Linked DNA regions of Sus scrofa: all the other regions are linked to region 3. Evidence: chromatin contacts called from public Hi-C and HiChIP or PLAC-seq data. All regions are on one chromosome and are shown on one strand. Each heading gives the region's core, a stretch centred on a gene start, on an enhancer-like site or on the middle of the called end of the contact. The rest is flanking DNA. Distances are from core to core; before and after follow the strand shown.

The links. A called contact is a pair of places that touch in the nucleus more often than the background predicts. HiChIP or PLAC-seq counts read pairs in DNA pulled down with a chosen protein or histone mark.
Region 1: an H3K27ac HiChIP or PLAC-seq map of alveolar macrophages shows a contact between it and region 3. The contact joins two enhancer-like sites. A contact is called at or near these places in 6 of 47 Hi-C or Micro-C datasets (alveolar macrophages, embryonic fibroblasts, liver and 2 more) and 2 of 2 datasets of contacts at active chromatin or transcription factors (alveolar macrophages and skeletal muscle).
Region 2: a contact with region 3 is called in a Hi-C map of liver, with 4 times the contacts expected there. The contact joins the promoter of MARCH7 here to the enhancer-like site in region 3. A contact is called at or near these places in 1 of 5 promoter capture datasets (liver), 19 of 47 Hi-C or Micro-C datasets (alveolar macrophages, brain, embryonic fibroblasts and 10 more) and 2 of 2 datasets of contacts at active chromatin or transcription factors (alveolar macrophages and skeletal muscle).

What each region holds. Positions count from the first base shown.
Region 1 is chr15:66,435,271-66,439,288 of Sscrofa11.1, forward strand. No RefSeq gene overlaps it. Among named protein-coding and RNA genes, the nearest start is that of BAZ2B, 26 kb to the left of the region's middle. Within about 2 kb of position 2,476, at least 33 of the 83 cell types and tissues checked have an H3K27ac peak or open chromatin away from gene starts, as enhancers often do. A contact at or near this core is called in alveolar macrophages and liver, where this site is marked.
Region 2 is chr15:66,646,332-66,650,705 of Sscrofa11.1, forward strand. It overlaps MARCH7 (E3 ubiquitin-protein ligase MARCH7), which reads left to right and starts at 3,032. Exons shown (of 10, transcript XR_299495.3): 1 at 3,032-3,315. LOC110256931 (a long non-coding RNA gene) reads right to left here and starts at 3,059. Exons shown (of 5, transcript XR_002339014.1): 1 at 2,923-3,059; 2 at 1,100-1,283.
Region 3 is chr15:66,560,472-66,564,282 of Sscrofa11.1, forward strand. The region is part of intron 4 of LOC110256931 (a long non-coding RNA gene); the gene reads right to left. Among named protein-coding and RNA genes, the nearest start is that of MARCH7, 87 kb to the right of the region's middle. Within about 2 kb of position 2,085, at least 10 of the 83 cell types and tissues checked have an H3K27ac peak or open chromatin away from gene starts, as enhancers often do. A contact at or near this core is called in alveolar macrophages and liver, where this site is marked.

The sequences.
Region 1 (4,018 bases), core at 1,226-3,725, 120 kb before region 3:
TTGTGTCATCTTTAACGTCATACTTCTTTGTCATCAGCTTTATTATCTTGCACTTAAACCTATTTTATCAGTTATCACACTGCACTATAGTATAGCCTGTTATATTTCTGCCTCTTCCACTAAACTGTAAGTTTCTTGAAACAAGGGATTTTATTTTGCTTTCCGTCATATCCCAGAACTTATGGTGCCTTAGTAAGGACTCTAATATTTGATAAATTGATGAAAAAACCCATCTACATCAAAGGCTTTAGTACCTTTATTATCTTCAAAATACAAACACAATGCTTGAAGGCATGACACTGAAAACTGAGTTCTTTCTGGATTCCATTTTTGGTCTGGTTCTGGCACTTACTGGCTAAAGGACATTGACAAAATTATTTCATTTCTCTACAGCTCTTAACCATAAAAATGAGGGCAATTATGGTACCCATACCTCATGTGATTATCATGAATATAAAATGACAGTGAAGTAATTCAGAACATACTTCTCCAAAATACATTGCTCTAGTGTATTGACGGTTTGAGTTAAAGGCACTTGAAAAACAGCAGATACAAGAAAAACACTGATCCTTTTTTTCTTAAAAGCAGGAAATGAAATTACTGTATGAAAGATGTCCTCCCTATATCAGAAGGAAAGTAACATTCTTATCATCAAGGACAAAATACTGAGACTGAGCGGATTCTAAAAAAACAGACCCCATTAAAATAATTCTTATCTTCCTTTAGTTTCCCCACATAGTTTAGTCACTTTTTCACAATTGTCTTTCTTTGTTGAGCCTAATATAAAACAAATAGATTTCACCATTTCTTTGGGTCTCCATTCCTACGGAGACTCATGAAAGTCACACAAAACTTGTATTAAATAAATGTGTATCCTTTTCTTCTTTTGATCTGCTTCATGTCAATTTAATTCTCAGGCTCCTGCCAAAAAGAACTCTGAGAAGGTGAAAGTAAAGGTAAAAGTTTGCCTTTCCTACTATAAAATTGGCCCAACAGTTTGCACATATTAAGCATTCAATAAGTGACATCTGTTATTTGTTATTACAAATTAAATAGGGGCACTATTGTAAGTCCCACTTCGACAACCTGACTAAGCTAGAATACTCATCAAATATCATTTTCACAATCTCCTTAGATTACTGAGTTACCTAACTATCTTTGATAAGCATTTTGCAAAAGAACTTAGCTGAACACTCTCAACAAAAGTATTTACATTACTCCAGAATATTTTAAAACATTTCTGAATGTGAGGTTCGATGCCCATTGTCTTCAATGTTTAATTTCATAATGTTTTCTTTTATATAACCAGGATAGCCAATACTAGACGTTAAAAATTAAACATCTTACTATTTTAGATAAACTATACTTATAGACCTATAATATATACACACATTCTTCCCTTCTACTCTGAATAATCTCACTTCTAGGAATAAGACTTTTGAGAAAAAGTTAAATAATTTAAGTATACTTGTGACTCTTTACTAAATCACCTCCAAGCTTTCCACATCTCATTTTAGTCATGCATCCAAAAATATGTAGACTCCTCTGGTAATGTTATATTAGGGATTGAGTGAAACTAACAATTCTGTTGAAATTACAAAGGTAGTTATATGATTTTATTTCAATCTTATTTTCCATTATTTTACAATAAAAATTTTTTTTCTATTATTTCCATGTCTTCTGTGACTCCTAAATGTTTTCCTATTCTATGTTCAGAGTCAAGTCTCCATTTTATAAAATACTTAGGAATAATCATTTTCTTTATAGTTTGTGCTACCATAAAGAAAAAAAATACACATTTTACTTAGTACTCCTATGGACAGTAAACAAGAAAACCAAGGTAAGCAGTTTAAATGACTGTCCCAAGGCCACAGATGGAGTGACTGCAAGCTTTAGGATTAAAACTAAGAAGCTCATTATTCCCCTTCTTATATTCTGAGTACTTAATATTGTTTTCACATCACAAGGATCTCATACTTAATTTATGAATAATAATTTAAGAATTAAAACAGTTATCAATTATGGCAAAATATTTGTATATAGATTTATGAAATTTATTAAATAAACATAAAATTAGTTTATCCAACAGTCTCTGAAAAAATTAACCTGATTTACTACATAAGTTATTTTTTAAATTTTGCTTAAGGTGTCAAGAAAGTCACAGCTTAATATATCATTTCAATGTCTTTTTTAAAAGCTTATTTCTTTAACTAAAATCTACAATAAGTATATAAGAAGACTGGATTTAAAGCCAAGCAAAAATACTTTTTCAATTAAAAAAAAAAAATCTCCAAACTTAAAACAGTAGTTTCTACTCTAATCGTAAACTTCAACTTCAGGATATATTTATAACAGATCTATCTCTGAAAAGACAATGATAAAAAGTAAAGAAAACACCATATACTACTGCATTTACAGGAGAAAAAGACATACAGTATAACATTAACAGCTTACTGTGGAGAGTGGGTTTAATCAGGAAGTAGCCATTATCCTTTCGATTCAGAGCAGTGACAGCACTCCAAAACAACAAGCCGTGATATTTTTCAGTTAAAAGGCATGAAAGAATACCTGCTATTGTGTCCTAGCTTTGCTGACCCCAAAGGTCACCATATGTCTTTTATCAAAAGCTATCATGAAAACATAATCCAAGTAAGCATTTATAATGCTTTATTTGTTGAAACACCTAACATCTACCTAACACAACCTCTCTCCCTCAGTTACTCACAAAACATGGCTGTCTTATTCAGAGATTAGCAATTATTGTAATGAGATACTGTCGGAGAGGGTCAAATAGTACTTCCTGCAGTTTACACATCTTGATTTCCTGGTAAACAAACTGAAAGGCAGGTGGAGCCCATAGATCACCAGTAAACGTGAACGCTCACGTGACAAACTAAGCCAGGTAAGGTTGAGGTCCCAAGTAATCGTTCCTAATTTTATTAACGTCAAAACAGACAATAAAGAGTTCTGTCTTTCTTCCTTTTTAAAGGAGCGTTTATTCCTGACATGTGAAGGCACATAGTTTAGAAAAAGGAATGCTTGAGAAATGAGTCTGTTTAAGCAGGCTTTAAAAATCACTCCTCAGCAGGTAAATTTAAAAACAGGGCAGTGCTAGCTAACAAGACTTAAAAAAAAAAAATAAACTAAGATTAACTGTTCCAAAACTTGCTAAATACAAAGAAAAGTCTTTAAATTTCAACTGCTTCAAGAAAAATAGATAAAAGAAGTTTCTGAATTATAATTAAGGACCAAAATTAAATTTTTAGTCAAAGTATAAGCCTATTTTTATTAGACAAGCTCTACCAAAATAAGACTAATTTATATAGTCATCTTTGGAAAAAACTCAATTATATGAATCAAAAAGTTTACATAACTCGGAGCTATTCCCTGCATCATTTTAAATTCGCATTTCAAAAAGAAAACAAAACCTAAAATATTTACCTGTGAGCATTTAAAAATATATACTGTTATCTTGAAAATTAAGCTCCTTTGGCTTTAGTTTTTTTTCCCCAAAATTACTGTTTTTTTACTCTCTGAATTTCTAGTATAGTTGAATGGGAGTTGATTTAAATTAACTAAGAGTATAAAACAAACATATACTCCATCAAAATGATAAAATAATTCACTCAGTTAAAAATTTTAGATTTTTTTAATCTACAAAATTTTATTTATCATTAAAATTCTATATATTCTATTCAAAATTCTATACTTAGGTGCTGCATCTGTGTCCTATTATGGACACAGCATGTTTTAATTTTAATGCAAAGAGCATTTAATGACCCTTTTACAGCAGCATAATCATATCAAGGCATTAAATTATATAACTTAAATCAGGTGTATGTTTACTCTATTTGCCAAATAAAATTTTAATGTATTGAAATAGAAGACAAAGTTACAGTAAAATCACTAACAACAAAAAAACACCCAAGTAGATAAGACTGTGTCAAGAATACAATATCTCAGGTCTCATTACAAACATTTAATATGTGTCATTTGAAAGGAGTACATATTTATTATT
Region 2 (4,374 bases), core at 1,782-4,281, 87 kb after region 3:
TGTTACTGCTGAGCCACCATGAGAAATCTTAATTCACCAAATTATTAAATCATGAGGTTATTATTTTGGGAATAAAAAGAATTTTTTACATCAAAGATTTAAAATAACAGACCTGGAGTTCCCGTCGTGGCGCAGTGGTTAACGAATCTGACTAGGAACCATTAGGTTGCAGGTTCGGTCCCTGCCCTTGCTCAGTGGGTTAACGATCTGGCGTTGCCATGAGCTGTGGTGTAGGTTGCAGACGTGGCTCAGATCCTGCGTTGCTGTGGCTCTGGTGGAGGCTGGTGGCTACGGCTCCGATTAGACCCCTAGCCTGGGAACCTCCATGTGCCACAGGAGCGGCCCAAGAAATAGCAAAAAAAAAAAAAAAAAAAAAAAAAAAAAGATAAAATAACAGACCTTTTAAGTAACATATTTCCTAGGAAAAATCCTCAATTAGAGGCTTTTTTAAAAAATGAAAGAGAATTCTAACCTATCAGGTAGGCGAGGAAGTACTTAAGCATAAGAACAAAGGGTTGTTATGATCATGTTATGACCAACAATAGACAAATTTACAAAGTAGAAGAGAAAAAATTAATAATAGTAAAGAAGGCCTTAATTTAGAAAAGAAGCCACCTTCGAAAATGGGAACTAATGTGTTGGTGTGGCAAGTGGAGAACAAAGATATTTAGATACAAAAAGGTATGTCAGAGTTGGTCATAAGGAAAAAAAGTTGAGCAAAGGAAGGTCAAGTAGGGGAACTCTAAAAAAGGCAACCATTGGGTCTCAATTGGCCAGAACAGTTCTAAGTTTAAATCATTTTGCCTGTCAAATCACTGATCTTGATTTTAAGTTCATAAAATATAGTCTAGATTGTACCTATTTGTATCCATGATCCCTACCAAATTGTCTTTAACACAGAAAATCTCAATAATTATCAGCTGATAATGATAATTATCTGGAAACTCAAATCACAGAAAGCACATTAAAAAAACAATATCAATTAATAATAATTCTTAAAGAATAAAAACATACTTATGAGTGGTCATTATTTACTAGCATTAATAAGAAATTAGAGTCTGGAAAGTCTGCTTAGCATATGAAATTGGTGCCAACTCACCTCTGTTGATATTTTATAAGTGTTGGTTGGGGATGAAGTGATAATCTGCCAAAATCTGAATCATCCTTGCCAGGTTTGGGGGTTCTGTAGAGAAGACACCTTTACCAGGTCTGACTGCCATAGCTCAGGAAAATGGTGCGGTCATTCCTCTTAACGTAGAATGTACTTGAGATGTTTAAGGGACCTATGTAATAAGGTCCAGAAAGACAGTATTAGTAGTGGTTTAGATATGGAATGTAATAGTTAACAATTATGGAATGCTTAAACTATGTTCTAGGCACTGATGCATTAACCCATTTAATCTTTTCAACAACCCTATGAGTTATAGGTACTCCAACCCACATTTTATAGGAAACCTTGGCTTGGCAAGGTTAAGGAATTGCTCAAGATAACAAAGGGAGTAAGAGGCAGGGCTAAAATTTGAACCCATGCAGCCTGTGCTCAGGGTGTCTATGTTCATAACCACAATGCTACAGGTAGACTCAAACAGTTGGAAGAAACCTGGGCAAATTTTCTATAAAGAGCAAATTAATTTTCTCAAACAATCCCTGTTCACTTTATTCCATATTAGATAGTCTTCAACTCACCTTTTTTTTTTTTTTTTTTTCTTGGTCTTTTTAGGGCTGCACACACGGCACATGGAGGTTCTCAGGCTAGGGGTTGAATAGGAGCTGCAGCTGCCAGCCTACACCACAGCCAGAGCAATGCCAGATCTGAGCCTCATCTGCAACCTACACCACAGCTCATGGCAATGCTGGATCCTTAACCCACTAGGCGAGGCCAGGAATCAAAGCCACCTCCTCACGGATACTAGTCGGATATGTTAACTGCTGAGCCACAATGGGAACTCCTTCAACTCACATTTTAAAGAGATAGAATGGCATTTATATGCCAACTTTAAATAATAATTATCTTTAATATTTTACAATTTACAATAGTGAAGAATGAACAGTCTGTTAGTTTCTAAGACAGAGGGATGATACATTTCACCCTCCGGATGAAATAACAAAAACCACAAACTTCATACTACATTTATTGAAATTACTTGGATCTAAAGAATTGCTTAAACAACCTAATGAAAATAGGTCAGTGTACCAATCAAGTGTAATCAGTATGCCTCCAAGTTTCAATAACTTAATCTTTACTGGTGAAGAACTTTGATGTTTGGTACATTATTCAAAATCCACATATTCACCTAAATTCACCGAAATTGTGGCTTTTTCCTCTAATCTACTCCTTTTCATTAGGATTCTTTTATATCTTGGTTTACCACATTTACAGATTTCTGAAAGTTTCGTCTCATTCTCGTCAGGCCATTTACCTCACAATTTTCCTCTCTAAATGGATGAATTCTTACTGCAAAATCTGTAGCTACACTACCAAAGATTAGTAAAACGATCTTAAAAGACTTGTCTAAGAAACTACACCACCACCACTGAATTACAACCAGTAACAAATGGTCCGGGACAAATCCACTCCAACCTTTAAAGGAGAGGGTTCGGATACACAGGGCAGACAGGGAATGGGAGGAGGGGAGGTCGGAAAAGGCAGTGTTTGATTCAAGTCAATAAACATTGACTGCGCCACTCCTCAAGCGGAAAAAAAAAGGGGCGGGGGCGGTATTTTGAGCAGTGGGCCTTGCAGGTTTGCAGGAGGAGGCAAGAGCCTGTGCCACGGACTTGGGCTCTGGAGAACGGCAGGGCTGGATACCAGCCCTTCGCCAAGCCAGGCGAGGGCGGCCAACTAGGGCCGGGCCTCCAGCGCCCAGCTCCCGGCGCCCGCACCCTCGCAAGCCCGCCGGCCGACCAGTCGAAGCCGCTTACCGATGGCGCCTCGCTGACTCCCCAGGGGCAGCCCTTCAACGGTTGCCGCAGTCAGAGCACCACCCCGCGGTGGGGTACGTCGAGTCCGCCCGCAGTTCTCGGGTCCGCGGAGCTTCGCCACTCTCGCGAGAAGTCGGCGGAATCCGCGAAGTGGTGGGGTTGGGGGAAGGAAGAGAAGGGAGGGGCTTTTAACGGTGGCGGCTGCTTCTGCGCCTGATCCTGGAGAAGGGCGGGCGCCATTGTGCTTCGCCGCCGACTGTTCAGCCTCATTTAGAGGCCTAGAACTCAGAGGAAGAAGGTAGTGGTGTGATCGCTGGGAGCCGGACGCGCCTGTTCGGTGTTAGCACCGGAAGAAGGGGAATAAGCTGCGGAGTTTGGGCTTCTACCTCTGGGGTAGGTGGTTCTAGTCTAGGCCGCTGGTGGGGGAGGGGAGGAAATGAAGTGCGGCCCCGGGGACGCGGAGGCCCCTGCTTCCTTCCTCTCTAGATGGGGTGAAGGAGCTTGATCCCGCGAACGAAGCGGAGCTGTCCGCAGGCCTTCTTTGCCCGGAGCCTTTCGTCCCGTGGTGGAGTTTTGTGACGGGTGAAGGGGGCAGGTTGTGCGTCTTCCATATGGACTTGCGGCGGGCTCGGGCAAGGGGCTTGAGCCATATTTTGGCCTTTGGCGGCCTCCCCTTAGGTTGGGTTTAGGAGGGTCTTTACCGAGCCCCGAGGGCGAGCAGTGTCACGTGTAAAATATTTAATGAGCGAGGTGTTGAAGGCCAAGAGACTCAGGGCTCTGCCAGCCCAGCCTTGAATTGTAGGGACTTTGCCAGCACCTTAGATGCGGTAAATATTTGCTGATTGATTGTCCAAGTTCTTGAGTATCGTAATAACTTTGGGCTTTCTTTTGCTTTGTGGTAAATTGTACGTTCTTCAAATGGAAATACGTGATGATATGTGTAAGAACGGACTTGTTGGCCTAAGAAGTAAAAATATGGAGGGCATCAGTAGAACATAGTACTCCTTCATTTTGATGAAACTGCATAATGAAGATGACTGTGTACACACACCAAAAATACTGTAATTCTTTTTTCCTACGTACAGATGTAAATATATGGGCAACATCTCTCTTGGTAATAAATTCATCACGAATGCTGTCGTTTGTCACTATTAAGAACAAAGGTGCCAAGTGAAGTGGAATTCAGTAAGATTTTTTTTTTCCGATTTTGTATAATATTTTAGTTTTTTTTTTCATTTTAAAAATAATTTAAAAATCTCTCCTTGCTCTCATCTGTCCGTTTCTGTCTAGAGCCAAGAGGTAAGGTTAAAGATGAATTTTTGACTTAAAAATCAAATGGTATACCATTGTTAAAAAGGCAGGCATATAGTGTAACTAGATTTTTGCTTTCCTTTGAGATAAAATTTTGTTTCAGAAATGGGGTCATTACAGAATTCCCTGGTGGCTCAGCAG
Region 3 (3,811 bases), core at 835-3,334:
TACTTATTCTCAATTTAACGACCAATATATTTAACTAATCACTGCTGCCTAATACATAACTATTAGCACATCGCAATAGTACTAAACATGAGAAACTAATAAGTGATTGTTTCCATGGGTGGGTACAGGATTATTTTTCACTCACTCATGAAGTGCTGAGATTACAAATACAGAAATAGACATTAATTTTTACCCCGGCACATGTAGTTAATTTAGTTATGCCTCTGGACTTCAGCTGAAACATATCAAATGCTACCTACCAAGAATGAAATATTTGCGATAAATTGCAAGAAATGACCTGTTTCACAAAAGGTGTTTCACATTACAAAGAAAAAAGTCAAAACCAAGGGACTATGTTATAGAGCACTTCATTAAAAGAACAAAAAAACAAAACCAGGGAAATTCTGGTCACATTCTATTCGGCGCCTACTCTCCTCCCCCAGCTCAGCCTGCTCCTACCTTTCCATTTCACACTTAGCACAAAAGAATTTACCAATTCTTCTCGTTTATGAGTTCTGGCAAGTACATCTCATTCTGGAGAGGGAAAAGGAAAGAGTTTTTACCTAACTGGCCAAAGTTATTACATGTTCTCTTCCTGAACCAACCACCTGACTGTTTACAAAGCCCTTCCCTAACCCTTCAACTTCCTACTTCAAATGCCCAAGGTATGATTCTAGATAAGAGTTATTTTCTCAACAAACTGCTGAAATTATTAATAACAAGGCAGGAATTCAATGCCAAGACACTTTGACCACAGTGAAGAGGACTCCATTACATAACAATTCTCCACTCCTCTTAACCCCATTTAAAAGACTTCTTGGAGTTCCTGTTGTGGTGCAGCAGCTGAACGAATCCGACTAGGAACCATGAGGTTGCAGGTTCTATCCCTGGCCTCACTCATATCCAGCGTTGCTGTGGCTGTGGTGTAGACCCGCAGCTGTAGCTCTGACTAGACCCCTAGCCTGGGAACCTCCATATGCTGAGTACAGCCCTAAAAAAAAAATAAAAGCCTTCTTTAAAACTGTCTCCTCTTTTTGTTGTTGTTACTGTCTACCCCCAATTCCTTTGGCTTTGAAGTACCCTTCTTTTAAAATAGATTTGACCCACAATCTCTGTTACTGTTTCTTTGTAGACCCTATTTCTTTCAGTACACTACACTAACAACCCATAAAAGTAGAAATACATTATGTGACTTATGGGCTGCTCCCTGATTTTTTTCAGGTGCTCAAGATCAGCTTAGCCGCTTCTTACACCACCATAATGGTTTATGTTAACAATAACCCTCCTCCCAGGAAGTCCAAAAGTAATGTTTCAACAACCATGTCATGATGGAAACCAGAAAATAATAAGTATGGTTTCTTTCTAAACTCAGATACTAGATAGCCTTCTATGTCTACTCATTTCCACATTTCATTTACCTCAAAACTCATCATCATCAAAATAAGAAATGATTACATATGTTTTAACGTTTTCTTCTAAAAGGTCCCTTCAAGTAAATGTTTATCACAATAATGCAAAAAGGAAAACGAAATAAATTTAAATTTATCTTACTGCAGTAACAATGAAGTTAGGAAAAGTCTAGCCACTGAAAACATACTTTCTTGTACATCTGTCTTTGTTTTAATCTTTCCTTTTCAAACTCTTTATTCTTTGTAGGATTTCTATTATAAGGGAAATTCAGTACTGATGTAATTTAAAGGAAGAGGTTAAACATTTTGTTGGCTTTTTGTCCTTATGGATATTCCTATTATTGATAGTCCAGCCAGTCTGTCTTCTTCATTCATCCAAAGGAACTAAAACAAGTAAAAGTGTTTTTTGAGCCAGAGGCATCAAACCTCCTTGGAAAGCTAGTTCCTCACCACCACATCTAGAAAAGGAAAAAAGAGGTCACATCCTCTTTGCTTGATGTTCTTGGTAGGTATGATGATACATTAGGTTTCAAGAAACAACATTTATAAAAGCACTGGAAAAGAATGAGGCAGAAGAGAGTTTTTCTGGTTGATCTCACATTAAACAATATTTGAATAACTCTGACCAGAAAGGGCAGTTCTGTCAGTTTTAACCTGGCTTCCACAAACTGCAATCCTATCACTGAAATGGATGATTTGAAACTGATTAACCTACCTTCTCCAGAGAAAGCCAAGCAGCCAATTCTGAAAGCAATGGAGGAAAAGCAGCACCCCATAATGATTTCTTTTCCATCTGGCATAACCCCCAAAAGACTGCTCAACTCCAGATACAACAAGCCCTAGTTTGAATTAATTTGTTCTAGAGGAGGCTCATGCTGTCCTAGTAATAATAGTCAGATTATTTCTTCTGATCTCTGAACATTCAGTTTATTCATTCTTGGTCTAATTCAAAGCTACCCAAACCAAAGAGCCGTTTCTGTGATTCTAAGCAAAAGTCATCTCTCTCCTGAGCTTTCACAAACTTTACTCCATAGCTCTCCATGAGTATGCTTGAAGACAGCATTCAATACAAACCTGATGAATGAAGGTAGCTGCCCTCCTTTTCCCCTATTATTAGGGGACCAATAAAAATATATCAAATGCCTGTGATTCTCCTGTGGCGGTTGTTTTTGAGTCAATTCATTTTTCGAGTAATAGCTAAATTTTCTGGATTTTTTTGCTAATATTTTAAAAATTGAACCCATTACTTCACCTCTCTTTTTATCTAAGTATAATTATCTGTTACAACGAGAACCAGGAAAGGTAGACAAATAAAATTCCAAACCTTTATTTTGGTGAAAAATCTAAGGACTTCTCTCCATCTGATCTACCAAGAAGTCAGGGAGAAAGGAAAACAGGGCTTATTTTAAATTTACCTGCTTTTATTTCCTCAGCTTATTCTGGGCTAAGATGCTGACGATCAGGGAGATAACTGAAAGGACAACAGTCCAAAAAAAGAGAGAGCAAAAGGGCATAGAACAATTTACAAAATGACTAATGTAACCTGAAATAATGGCAAATTAATGGTATATATAAAGTTATTATCCTATGGGACTCAAAACTAAAATACAACACATCGTCCTTTAATAACCTTTGAATTTATTATTTAGAAAAAAGTACAGCCTACTATCAGCTAGATTAAATTTGGCCATATATTCTGTTATATTACCAACATATCCAGCCATTTGTGAAGCCAAGAAAGAGTAAAATGCACTCTTAGGATTGGTACTCAACCTTGAAGTGCTGAAAGCCACTTCATCATCTAGTGTGGGGACAAACACATGCATGCAGCACATGCGAATCTAACACTTTGTTGTGTGAAAGCTCAACAGAATCACCGTCACTGTAAATCACTCAGAGAAATTATTTTAACATACACAAATCAAGGCAGAGTTCTCTCTGATTCCTACCAGGATATGCAAAATCACATTCAACATTTTCTCCCCCTACTCTCAATTGAAAGTTTGGCATACAGTGGCTTTCTCCTCTCTTTTCATTCACTACTAAGCAGCACAACACACAGAAACTATTATAGCTGGACCAGCTTTCACATGTTACTTCAATACACAGCTATACTTAATATTCCAGAAGTGACCCAAAAAGCAGAAGAGACTCCATCTTTGATTCCTTCTAAAAAACTGATAGTTTAGGATCAGCATTATCCTAACCCCATTTAATGTCTTGATTTTCCTTCCTTTCTCTCTTGCCTTACACCACTCCAAACTAAAAGTTCTGTCAGTCTTCTACATATTAGATGAAATTGTTTTATAGGCTACGGTTTGTGCTTCTTAAAACTACATCTAACTAGTAAAATATAATTAACAATATTTTCAAATCAAAGATAATTCAGTTATTTACCTATG